Regions from separate parts of the Zea mays genome. Here region 1 is linked to region 2. A link is a contact called in public Hi-C data. All regions are on one chromosome and are shown on one strand. Each heading gives the region's core, a stretch centred on a gene start, on an enhancer-like site or on the middle of the called end of the contact. The rest is flanking DNA. Distances are from core to core; before and after follow the strand shown.

Region 1 (5,235 bases), core at 2,282-4,781, 210 kb after region 2:
CTTTTTGCAAAATAGATGATGGTGGAAACTTGAAAAATTGGTGTTTTGTAGGATTATAAGAGTACAGAAGAGATATATGATGATCCATGTGCATGATTGTTATTAATTTTTTATATATTTGGTGTTAAATGTTGAAAATTCGGCAAATGGTATCACCATTTTTTATTATTTTAACAAGTGTTTACCATTATCTTGATGCAATTTTATGGTTAACGGATTACTAAAAAGCGATGAATTTGGCAAAATCTGGTTGAATTATCTCTATCTCTTCTCTACTATATTAAAGCACCAGTTTTAATGGTCGTCCATATTATTTATATATATATATATATATCTTCTCTATCTCTACTATATTAAAGCACCAGTTTCAACGGTCGTTATGTGTCATCTTTTTACAAATAACCCCTCACATCTATTTCAAATTAACCTGCTGCACGCCCATCCCCTCCGCGGCTCCGGCCTAGGCACGTCAGCATGCTGACTGTGCCGGGCCGACCCGTTAGCCCGTCGGGCCATTTGGTTAAATTAACGTAAAATGTTAAAAAGTGGTGCAGGAGGTGGGGTTTGAACTCACCATGATGAAATAAGGGCGGGAGACACTGGGTGAAACCGTCTAACGAGTAGAAAATCATGCCCAAGTGTTTTCAATATTGAATATAAATTATACAGTTGTATATATGTTTTTTTGTAAAATAAAAAATATAATCATGCCGGGCCGGGCCAACACTATGGGCCGGGGCTACGATCCAAGCACGACACGACGCTCGTGTCGGGTTGGCCTAGACACTATTAAATGGGTCGTGCCTCGAACCGGCCCGCCAGACATGGCCTATTTGGCCATCTATACCTCCACACGATAATGATGGTCCTCGCCTCAGTTGCCGCTACCTCATTCGTCATCCTGCTTCTTTTCTCTCTCCCCTCATCCCTCCGCCTCCGCGCCACCCCATTCTCGGCAGAGGGCGTGGGAGCAGACACCTCCTCCCCGTATTCGTCCGACGCCAACCCCGACACCGACCTGCGTAGTGGCTATTGTACGTCCACGAGGACATTTCACAATATGTGCGCACCATCGTTTTCACCATCGTCGGACGTCCCGTTCGTCTTCTCGGCCTTCGCCCTGTTCTTCCTCCCCAACCTACTACCCTCGCCCACGGTCGCAGCCGCAAGCCGACCGACGCTCGTCGACGCAGGTACGGGGCGAGTCGGTCTTCCTCCTGGCCTTTCTTCGTGCGTGCCATCGAGGAGGACACAGTGGCGCCTGTCACGCTTAGGTTATCTTGGCGATGAGGAGTCTAGGTCTGAGATATTGGACAACCAAGGCCCATAGCGTGGCAGCAGTCAGCATATGCTACGGAGTTGGTGGTGGTGTTGTGTCGCCTCGGCGGGTCCAGGGCTGGGAAGGCACTCGCATTCTCTCGCCCTTCTCGGACTGACACCTGGTGCGGGTGCCTCTCGGTTTGAAGCTGCTCCGGCTGAGCTTCTTTCTTCGCTTGCGTGCTCTCTCCCTATATGTATCTAGCGGTATACTACCTATGTCGCCTCCAGATGCCCAGGTCTTCGTCGTGTCCTTCTCCGGCAACGAACATGTATGCCTGCCTCTTCCCTTCCCTTCTCTTCCCTTCCCTTCATGCTCTATGAAACCTTGGAAGTGGGGGAGGCGAGAGATGGGGGTTCCTGATTTGCTGCCTATGGTACCCGTTCGATGGCTCGGTATCGCCTGTCTACATGGCCTTTCCCTTACCACGGTGTCGACTTCATATGCTTCTACAACTTCTTTGTACCTGTCACTCATCTTTCTGTCATTGCAAAAAAATTTGTGTTGTTCCTCTGTTGTTTTGGGTGTTAGTTTTTTGTTGTGCTAATGACTAAACATAATTTGGGTGTGTTAATACTTTATTTATTGTCTGCACATGGTTTGTGTTCTTCTGATGATGGCTCATGGATCCTGCAAAATATGTGTTAGGATTTGGAGATCCATGCAGGCACTACCACCGGGTGCTCGTCCCTTATGTTCTTGGCTCTTGCATGTGTTAGGTCGTTTTTGAGACCACATTGGCACAATGGACTCCATGGTGTTTGAGGTTGTTGAATTGGATGGAGCAGCAATGATTTTTCACGCTAACAGTAAAAGGAAATGTTATTTGTTGGTTTTAAACGTTAGTAATTGCTACAAAGTACCATAATTTGTATGAAGCACATCGAGTTTTTATTGATGCCTGACTTTAGCAACCACTCCATATTTTAATCTATTTTTTTATAAGTTTGAGTTCATGTGACTTATTTTAGAAACTTGAGCTCACAAACTTTCTCTTATTTGGTCTGTGTATGATGGAATTATGTCATTATGTAATATCTGTTTGTTCAGTCAGTCATTGTGAACTCTCTTTCAATCACTACCTTCATTGGCCGTGTTGTACCAAGACATATTGGATGGAGTAAACAACAACATCAGTTAGTTAAATAAAAAAACTATTATGTGGAGAGCGGAGAAAATCAATAAAAAAATCTTAAGATTTTTTTTGTGGATATTTTTACGTGGGTATTGTTGTGAGCCATCGCAACGCACATGCAACCGACTAGTCTCACTCTATATCTCACTCATGGGTCACGTCAGCAATCTCTCTCCCTATATCTCTACTCTCCACACCAATTCACTCTACATTAAGGGGGTGTTTGGTTACACCCGCTAAAATTTAGCCCATGTCCCATCGAATGTTTGAACCTCCGTTCCGGGTATTAAATGTAGTCGGATTATAAAACTAATTTGTCAGCCGAAGATTAAAAGACGAGACGAATCTAGTCCAGTTGGTTAGGTCTATATTTCATACTCCTATTTAAAAGTCAAACACTTGATGTGACCCGGGCTAAACTTTAGCAGGAGCAACCAAACACCCCCTAACCCTCTATATACTACTCCAAACATAAAATAACATTTTCCATACCTATTCATCATCTATTATCTTTTTTCCAATAAAAACATTGCTATACACGGAACACGAGGAGAGAGTGCCGACTGCGTATGGCCTCAAATGTCACGTGTTACTGTAGCGCGCTTGGACTGTGGGATATAGAGTGAAAAGCGATGAACGCATTGTGTGAGCAGTGAGCCACTAGAACTGTCGTAGGGGAAAGGCATTAGTCCGAAGACAACTATTATCTCGATTAAATAAAAATGATCATATACAACAACCCGTTCAACGCGACAAATAGCCTATTTGGCTGTTCTACAGCTACTGCAGCTGTTCGATCTAGCGACCGTATAAATAAAATATTGTAGAGAACACAGTCACAGCTATACTAAGGGGTGTTTGGTTCTGTGGACTAAATGTTAGCCCGAGTCACATCAAGCGTTTGACTTTCAAGTAGGAGTATGAAATATAGACCCAATCAACTGTACTAGATTCGTCTCACTTTTTAATCTTCGGCTGAGAAATTAGTTTTATAATCCGACTACATTTAATACCCCGAACGGAGGTTCAAACATTCGATGTGATAGGGCTAAATTTTAGCTGACCCAACACCCCCTAAGCAACGAACGTGGTTACCAACTGCACCGTCTCCGCAAGGAAATAGACGGACGGATCGCCCAGAGAAATCCCTTTCTCTCTCTACTCCCTCCAATCTCCATCCCCTGCCTATTCGCCGTCCCTCTCTCCTGCCTGTCCCCGGCCGCCGCCACCCCACGGCCCACGCGGCCGACGCGCCACCTCCTTCTCTCTGTTCCCCGCCGACGTGGCCGGCGGATTGCCGGATCCGCGCGGGAAAGGGAGATCTAGACCCGTCTGATCTTGACCCGACCCGTCCCAGCGGCGCAGTTCGGGGAGGTTCCGTGCGGGGGATTTCGACTCGGGTGGTGGAGCTCTGGGTTCTTGTGCCAGGCGGTTACCTTTGCGTAATCTAGTAGGAGTCGCCGTGCTCAGCAGTTATAAGGGATCGGGCGCTCCAGATTGAGCCCTGGGAGAGGTCGTGTCGCGTTCTATCTCCGTGTAAAAGTTGCTGTTTTTGTGGCGGCGTGGCCTTGAGTTACCGGGATTTTCGGGGTTTCCGGCGGCCGATCCGTGCTAATTACGCTATCTGTTCCTTCAGGGCGTCCTCGTGTTGGGAGAGGATTTTGTGTTCTCTTGCCGTTGGTTCCATGGCCAGCGGCTCTGATCCCCCAAAGCAGTACGGAATAACTAAGCCGTTGTCGTTGCTCGGGCCTGTGGAGGCCGACCTGCAGAGGACGGCGGAACTAGAGAAGGTTTGTGATTAATTCAGTTTCATGTTATCAGTATTGTCTCAACTCTTCGCCCGACGATTTCACATTCCCGTCTCAGATTGATATTGTACTATTCAATTACAGCTGTTGTTGATTTGCAGTTTTTGGTCGAGGCGGGTCTGTATGAGAGCCCTGACGAATCTGCTAGGCGGGAGGAGGTGCTGGGGAAGCTTGGCCAGGTAGCTACTCTTGTTGCCACACGTGTGCTTAATGCTGCACTATGTATCCGTGTCCATGGTTCCAGCATTATTTCTTCCCTAAGCATGTTCTTTCGGCATTTGCAGATTGTAAAAGACTGGGTGAAGCAATTGACTAGTCAGAGAGGATATACTGATCAAATGGTTGAAGAGGCAAATGCTGTACTCTTCACCTTTGGCTCATACCGACTTGGGGTAATTTCCACCACTTCCTTTTACTAGTATCGCCTGTTTTGCTCTGCCACCCATCTTTTATTTATTCATTAGTGAAATTGTACAGTTTAGATAGTCTTTGTACTTGTGACAGTACTTAGTGTTGATGCTCCTTTAAGGGTGTTCGTGTCCTATTAAAATACTACATTCAAATTTCTTGTGCTTGAGGACTAGTTGCAAGTTACAACTGATATAGAAACAGTCTAAATATTCAGAAGTGGGATCTAAGTGGTGTACGAGTGGTTGCAACTTGCAATTATCCAAACCTGCTTTTTTGAGAACACAATTTAACGAGATAAGTGTCACAGTTTTTTTAAAGTAAATTTGCTGACCAGTATCCAATTTAGCATGAAATTGTGCAACATGCCATGTTGCTGTGATATGAAGGCATGTGCTGTTTGCGAACAATTTTGAGTTTCTGAAGACCTTCACACTGCCCTTGTCAAGCCGTTATATAAATTTTAAATAAGCCATAGTGAATGGCTACTATGCATTTGCAGTCTCATTCAAATCTATATATATACTATATTAAGAACCTAATGTGAGCGCCTGGTTGCTACCACG
Region 2 (5,453 bases), core at 769-3,268:
CAAAATTATCAGATTCCCATCTGATCCAACAAATACCAAATAAGAACACTGCAAAATGTTGAGGGCACATGAAAACTAAGAAGACTAAGAGCAGTGGAAACACAAATTAGGGGGTCGATAGTCTCAAAATCGTTTGCTATTCACAAGCCTGATTGGTTCGCTGCGCCTAGGAAGTCAGGCTCGTGAGCGTGACCGGCCAGATACGCTCATTTCGGGTATACCGGATGCAACTAAATAGCTCCAAAATGATTTGTTTCGTATTGGCTCGTGTAGTCCGCGCAGGGGTGGTAATGGGTTCTAGATTTTACACTAAAAATTTTAAGGATCAAATCGGATTAGGGTCCGGTCCTATTCCTATTTATTTTTGAACTAAAATTATTTAAGTACTCCCACTTTTTGTGAAGCGGTATTCGGATCGTGATCCATTACCACTCTAAGTCTGTGTCTCCACGTACAAGTAACCAAACATAGGTTCAGATAAAATTAACACATACAGTGGTCTAGGATAAAACCATGCAGGCAATCAATCATACATAAGCCGCTCAGTTTTCATCCCTACACCTTGCAGTCTCGCACTTCTTTTCCAGGATCACGTCATGTCGAGGTGGAAGAGGTGCACGCTGCTTTCTGTGCTCGGTAGGCGTGCACCGTGTACATGACTGCGGCGCAGGTAACAAGGGAGAAGGAGAGCACGATCATCTTGCTGAAATCCTGCTGGCATCGAGCATGTACGTCGTATATCAGTATATGAGTGGTCTGGTTATCATCTATCGTCATCCTCTTAGAGCCATTAGTGACTATACGTACGCACGCACCTTTGGGTCGGAGATGACGATGGCCACGACGTAGGTGAGCAGATCGAACACGGACTGCAGCGCATTCTGCACACCGCCCACGACGCACCGCTCGTGGTCGGGCACGCCGTCCTGCATCAGCTGCAGCACGGCGAGGTCGAACGTCCAGAGGCCCAGGCGCGAGGTCGCCACGCCGGCCATGAGCATCCAGGCGGACGCCACGCCGGTGGCCGCCCAGACGGAGGCCACGCACAGCAGCAGGCAGCACCACTGCATCCAGATGGACCACAGCCCCGTCCGGAGCGTGGTAACCCGGGAGTGCACGAGCGGGTACAGCAGGGTCGCTCCGATCCCAACAATGGCGCTGAAGCCCCGCGCCAAACTGATCACGTATGCAGGTATGCCTTTCCAGTCAAGTGTCGCGGTCATCAGCGTACCAAAGCTGCACATCAATTGCCACTTGGTGGCAAATTAATACTCATTCATCATATCTGTGACTGTGAGCTGTTGCAGGGTTGAGCGCAGAGTGACTTGCAGCTAGCTTAGCTTGCCTGAGAACTGTGAAGTAGAGGAATGCGAGCGCCACCCCGGGAAGCGCGACGTCCTGCCTCGCGTACACCACCCACGACTCCCAACCGGACGCGACGGAGAGCTTATCTGCCAGCCTCGCCCTCCAATCCAACGCCTGCGTCGGCTCGGCCTCGGCCGGCGCGACGGTCATCGGTACTGGCGGCGGGCGCTCTGCGTCCGAAGCTCTGGGCTGTCTTGGCGCGGCGAGGGCGGGCACGCCGTTGTAGACGGAGACGAAGAGGCAGTACTGCAGCCCCGCCGAGGCGGCGGTGGACAGCGCCAGCACAGCCGCAGAGGCCTGAGTCGACGCGAGGCTGATGACGAGAGCCGACAGCACGGGGGCCAGCAACGAGCAGCCCAGGTCGATCCGTCGGACCACCGAGTTGATCCCCGTCCGCACCGACGGAGGATGGCCGCTCGAGATCACCACCACCCTGCACCGTCACCCATTGCTCAACTAAGGTTCCAGTAAAGGACAGTGAAGAAAGGTACCATTCTCTCTCGATCAGTATGGTGCCGGCGAGAGCTGAGAGGGCAGCTAGAGCGCCGGAGACGTTGGTAACGGCGACCAGCGCCATGAATGCCGGGAACCTTGTGGCTCTCAGGTTGGCATACATGAGCAGGGTGGTCACCGAGGTTCCAGCGACAATCAAGGATATGCTTTGCGACAGCAGCCAGATGCCCAAAACCTGATGATGAAGCGCAAATGTTTGTTCTTCATGGTAAGTTTTTATCAGTTGCAGAGCAACGTGTCATGGCTTGCTACTGTTTCCAGTATTATAGTATGGATTAGGTCAATTTTATTTACAAATAGACAAAACTGATTGGCGAAAGATTGCGAGTTTGTGACCTGAAGGTATGTGGCCCTTCCAACGAGCGTCCCCACCACGGGACCGAGCACCACGAGAGAGGATGTCTCCACGACGCCGTAGATGGCCGCAAAGAGAAGCGAGTCAGGCCAAATGCGAATCATATACAGCGCAACAGAAAACTCCCACATCCTATGCAGCACGATACATAACATAAAAAAAAACCATGAGTAGCAGACAATGTTCGCGTGCCATGAGTTGCGAATTTACTTTAGTTACTTTTCGGCATTGCGTCACCAAAATTTCGAAATCCACAAGACAAACAAAAAGCGAAAATTCACCAATTTTTTGTCGGTGGCCGCTGTGGGATACCGGTCCCGGCCGGCCAGCATTTAGAAACCTGTTCTTGTGTGTATGTTTTTTTTTCCTACCGCAAAACTGGTTTCTGAAACATCGCACCCCCGCTACCAATTCAATTATTCAATCACGGAGTGCATGGAAAAAAGTGGAACAAAAAAGAAGAACAGCATCCATCAAATTTTGTGTGGCTCGGGACAGACGCCCAAAACTAAAGCGCTGTAATGTAACAGAAGCGCTCGCTACGGAGTAGTGAAAAACTAGATAGGGCGGGGAGCGGACAGCAGAGCAGAGGAGCTGATGCATGGCCCGGACGCACCTCGCGCCCCATCTGGCAAGGATTTGCCCAGCGTAGAGGCGGCGGAGGAGCGGCGCGTCCAGCAACGGCGAGCCCGAGCACAAGCTGCTTCCGGCGGGCAGACCACTAGCAGAAGCTGTGCCCCCATCCTTGTGCTCCATGCCACAGCGCGCACGCTCTATTGATTGATGCGTTGGAGCCTTGGAGGCGAGGGGGCACGCCGCGCCCGATGAAAGTATAGGATTAAGGGGCTGTTTGGTTCGTGGCTAAATGTGCCACACTTTGCCTAAGGTTAGTCGTTCGAATTGAAGAACTAACCTTAGGCACAAAAGTTAGGCAAAGTGTGGCAAGTTAGCCATCAAACCAAACAGGCCCTAAAGCTTTACTCCCTCCGGTGCAGTGAAGGAAGTCATTCTGCGTGACTGCGTGTGACCGAGCGTGCACAAAAGAAGTCGTAGCGCGTATGGATCTGGAATTTGGACGTTGCTGCCCCTAAGTAATTGCATCGCTCGAGCGCTTCGTTTTCTTCGTCGACCGTTGCCATGCCATGCATTAGTAACACCGCACGCCTCGCCTTTCGCGCTGGACTTGCGTCTCGCCTCGCCTTCCGCGTTGGGCTTGCGTCGCGCCATGCAAAATGGGCATGCAAGCCTCCAACGCGCCATGCAAAATGGAAAAAAAAAAAAGATGTGCTCGGGGAATCAAGCTTAAGACCTCTAGTCTAGAATGCCTCGAGAGGTGCTGCAGCAACTAATCGAGCCTGATTGTTTCGGTGGTGTTAATACACCCATATCCCTATTTAATAAGGGCAAACAGGGAAAACTCCATGATAATTAATCACTCCTTGGTATGCATAATTATGTACTAAACGACTACCTTTACTGCACCGAAGGGAGTATATCTGTCCTTTATAGTTTCCTCTAAAAATTTCATCTTCTGGCCCTGTTTGGCACAGCTTATTTTCAGCTTCTTCACAAATTTAAGCAGAAGTTCTGCCAAACAGTCAGCTTCTGCAGCAACTTATCAGTTCAGCTGCTTCTCAGAATACACTAAAAGCAGCCAATAAGCAGAAGCTGCTTTTCGCCAGCTTCTCAGATAAGCTGCTTTTTCAACAAGCAGCAGCTGTGCCAAACAGGGCCTCTATATCTTCTTTCTTTCGAACGACATCCTCTAAATCACATTCCTTATACACAAATATTTATATTAAAGACATTTTTCTTTTTTGTACATACGTATTTATTATACTCTCAGATGTATTGTATATATTTTAATTTTGCTAAACGGTTATTTAAAGTATTCAAATGGACAAAGGACCGTTTAGAGAAACTCTATATATAGAGAATCCAGCAGCGTCCTCTAAATTTAGAGGACCGTTTAGAGGACGTTGCTGGATAACGTAGAGGATCGTTTAATCCTCTATATTTAGGGTACACCAGGCTTTGGCGAACCTTGCTGGAGACAGCCTAAGGGACTTTTGGTTTCTTTAGTCACTAGACTAAATTTTACTGACTAAAGTTTAGTCGCTAAAATAACCCGTTTGGTTTCAGTGACTAAACTGGACTAAAGAGCTTTAATTGATGTGAATAATGACTATATTGCCCCTATTGATTAGTGGATGTTTGTTGAAAAAAGAAAGTGGAGAGGACAAATAAGGTAAAAATCTTACTTTAGTCATTTTTAGTCACCTCTTGGTGACTAAAGAAATTAAAATTTAGTCACACCACTTTAGTCACCATGTTTGCTTCTTTAGGGACTAAAAGTGACTAAACTTTAGTCACTAAACTTTTGTCACCCCAAACCAAACGAGGCATATGGTTATAGATGGTTAAGTGGGTCGGGCTAAATAGACACGATAAGACTTAGTGTTTTTGTATATATAGTGTTGTGTTTGACCGTCACCCTAGTACGATAGCCTGGCTCAAGCATGGCACGATTATGTGATCGGTAGGATTAGACTCGGCTTAAACCAATAGATGGTTTACAGATGTGATTTGTGATGTGTGCATGTGATAGTAAATTATGATTAATTGTGTCTTAAAAATAAAAAATCTACTTTTGTACTGATATGAATGCTTATGTTTCAAAATTATATGTGTAATCTTGAAGATGTTATAGATTTTTTTGATCTTTTATAGTAAAATAGTGTCTGGGTTGACACGGGTACTACTAGATGCTTATGTCATATAGTGTTGCCACGACACGATTATGCACTATATGTCGTGTCTGGGCTAATAGCTAGGCACTAATACAATTATGCACTATATCTTATTCAATCAACTCATATGCATTCAAATGAATTTGATCAACAATTATTATACTTTGTCTACCTCATGATCATCCAATAGCAAGTTTGAACTTAACTTATTTGCAAGCCATCTATAATTGAACCAACATGAGTAAAACACTTATATTTGATAGAATTTGGACTTCACTTATTATTGACTTGATATTGGAATATAATTTTATTAGTATTCAATACTTAATTCAACATATGATGATGAAATGAATATTATTGAATCAAGCCTCCAACGCCCAAGGTACCTATACATGATCATCAATGTTTTGATGGTACCCAAACTAAGTTGGGTCCACCTCCATTCAATTCATCCAAGCATTACATTCATT

What was found. Hi-C and Micro-C count contacts between places; a contact is called where the count stands out from the background.
Region 1: a contact with region 2 is called in a Hi-C map of bundle sheath, with 3 times the contacts expected there. The contact joins the promoter of LOC100278989 here to the promoter of LOC100280373 in region 2. A contact is called at or near these places in 5 of 25 Hi-C or Micro-C datasets (bundle sheath, ear, endosperm and 2 more).

The regions. Positions count from the first base shown.
Region 1 is chr9:77,168,116-77,173,350 of Zm-B73-REFERENCE-NAM-5.0, forward strand. LOC100278989 (nuclear poly(A) polymerase 4) reads left to right here and starts at 3,532. Exons shown (of 13, transcript XM_020543930.2): 1 at 3,532-3,966; 2 at 4,090-4,243; 3 at 4,363-4,440; 4 at 4,546-4,653. The coding sequence starts at 4,139.
Region 2 is chr9:76,962,577-76,968,029 of Zm-B73-REFERENCE-NAM-5.0, forward strand. LOC100280373 reads right to left here and starts at 2,019. Exons shown (of 4, transcript NM_001153299.1): 1 at 1,857-2,019; 2 at 1,346-1,798; 3 at 816-1,236; 4 at 399-711. The coding sequence starts at 1,981. The coding sequence ends at 595.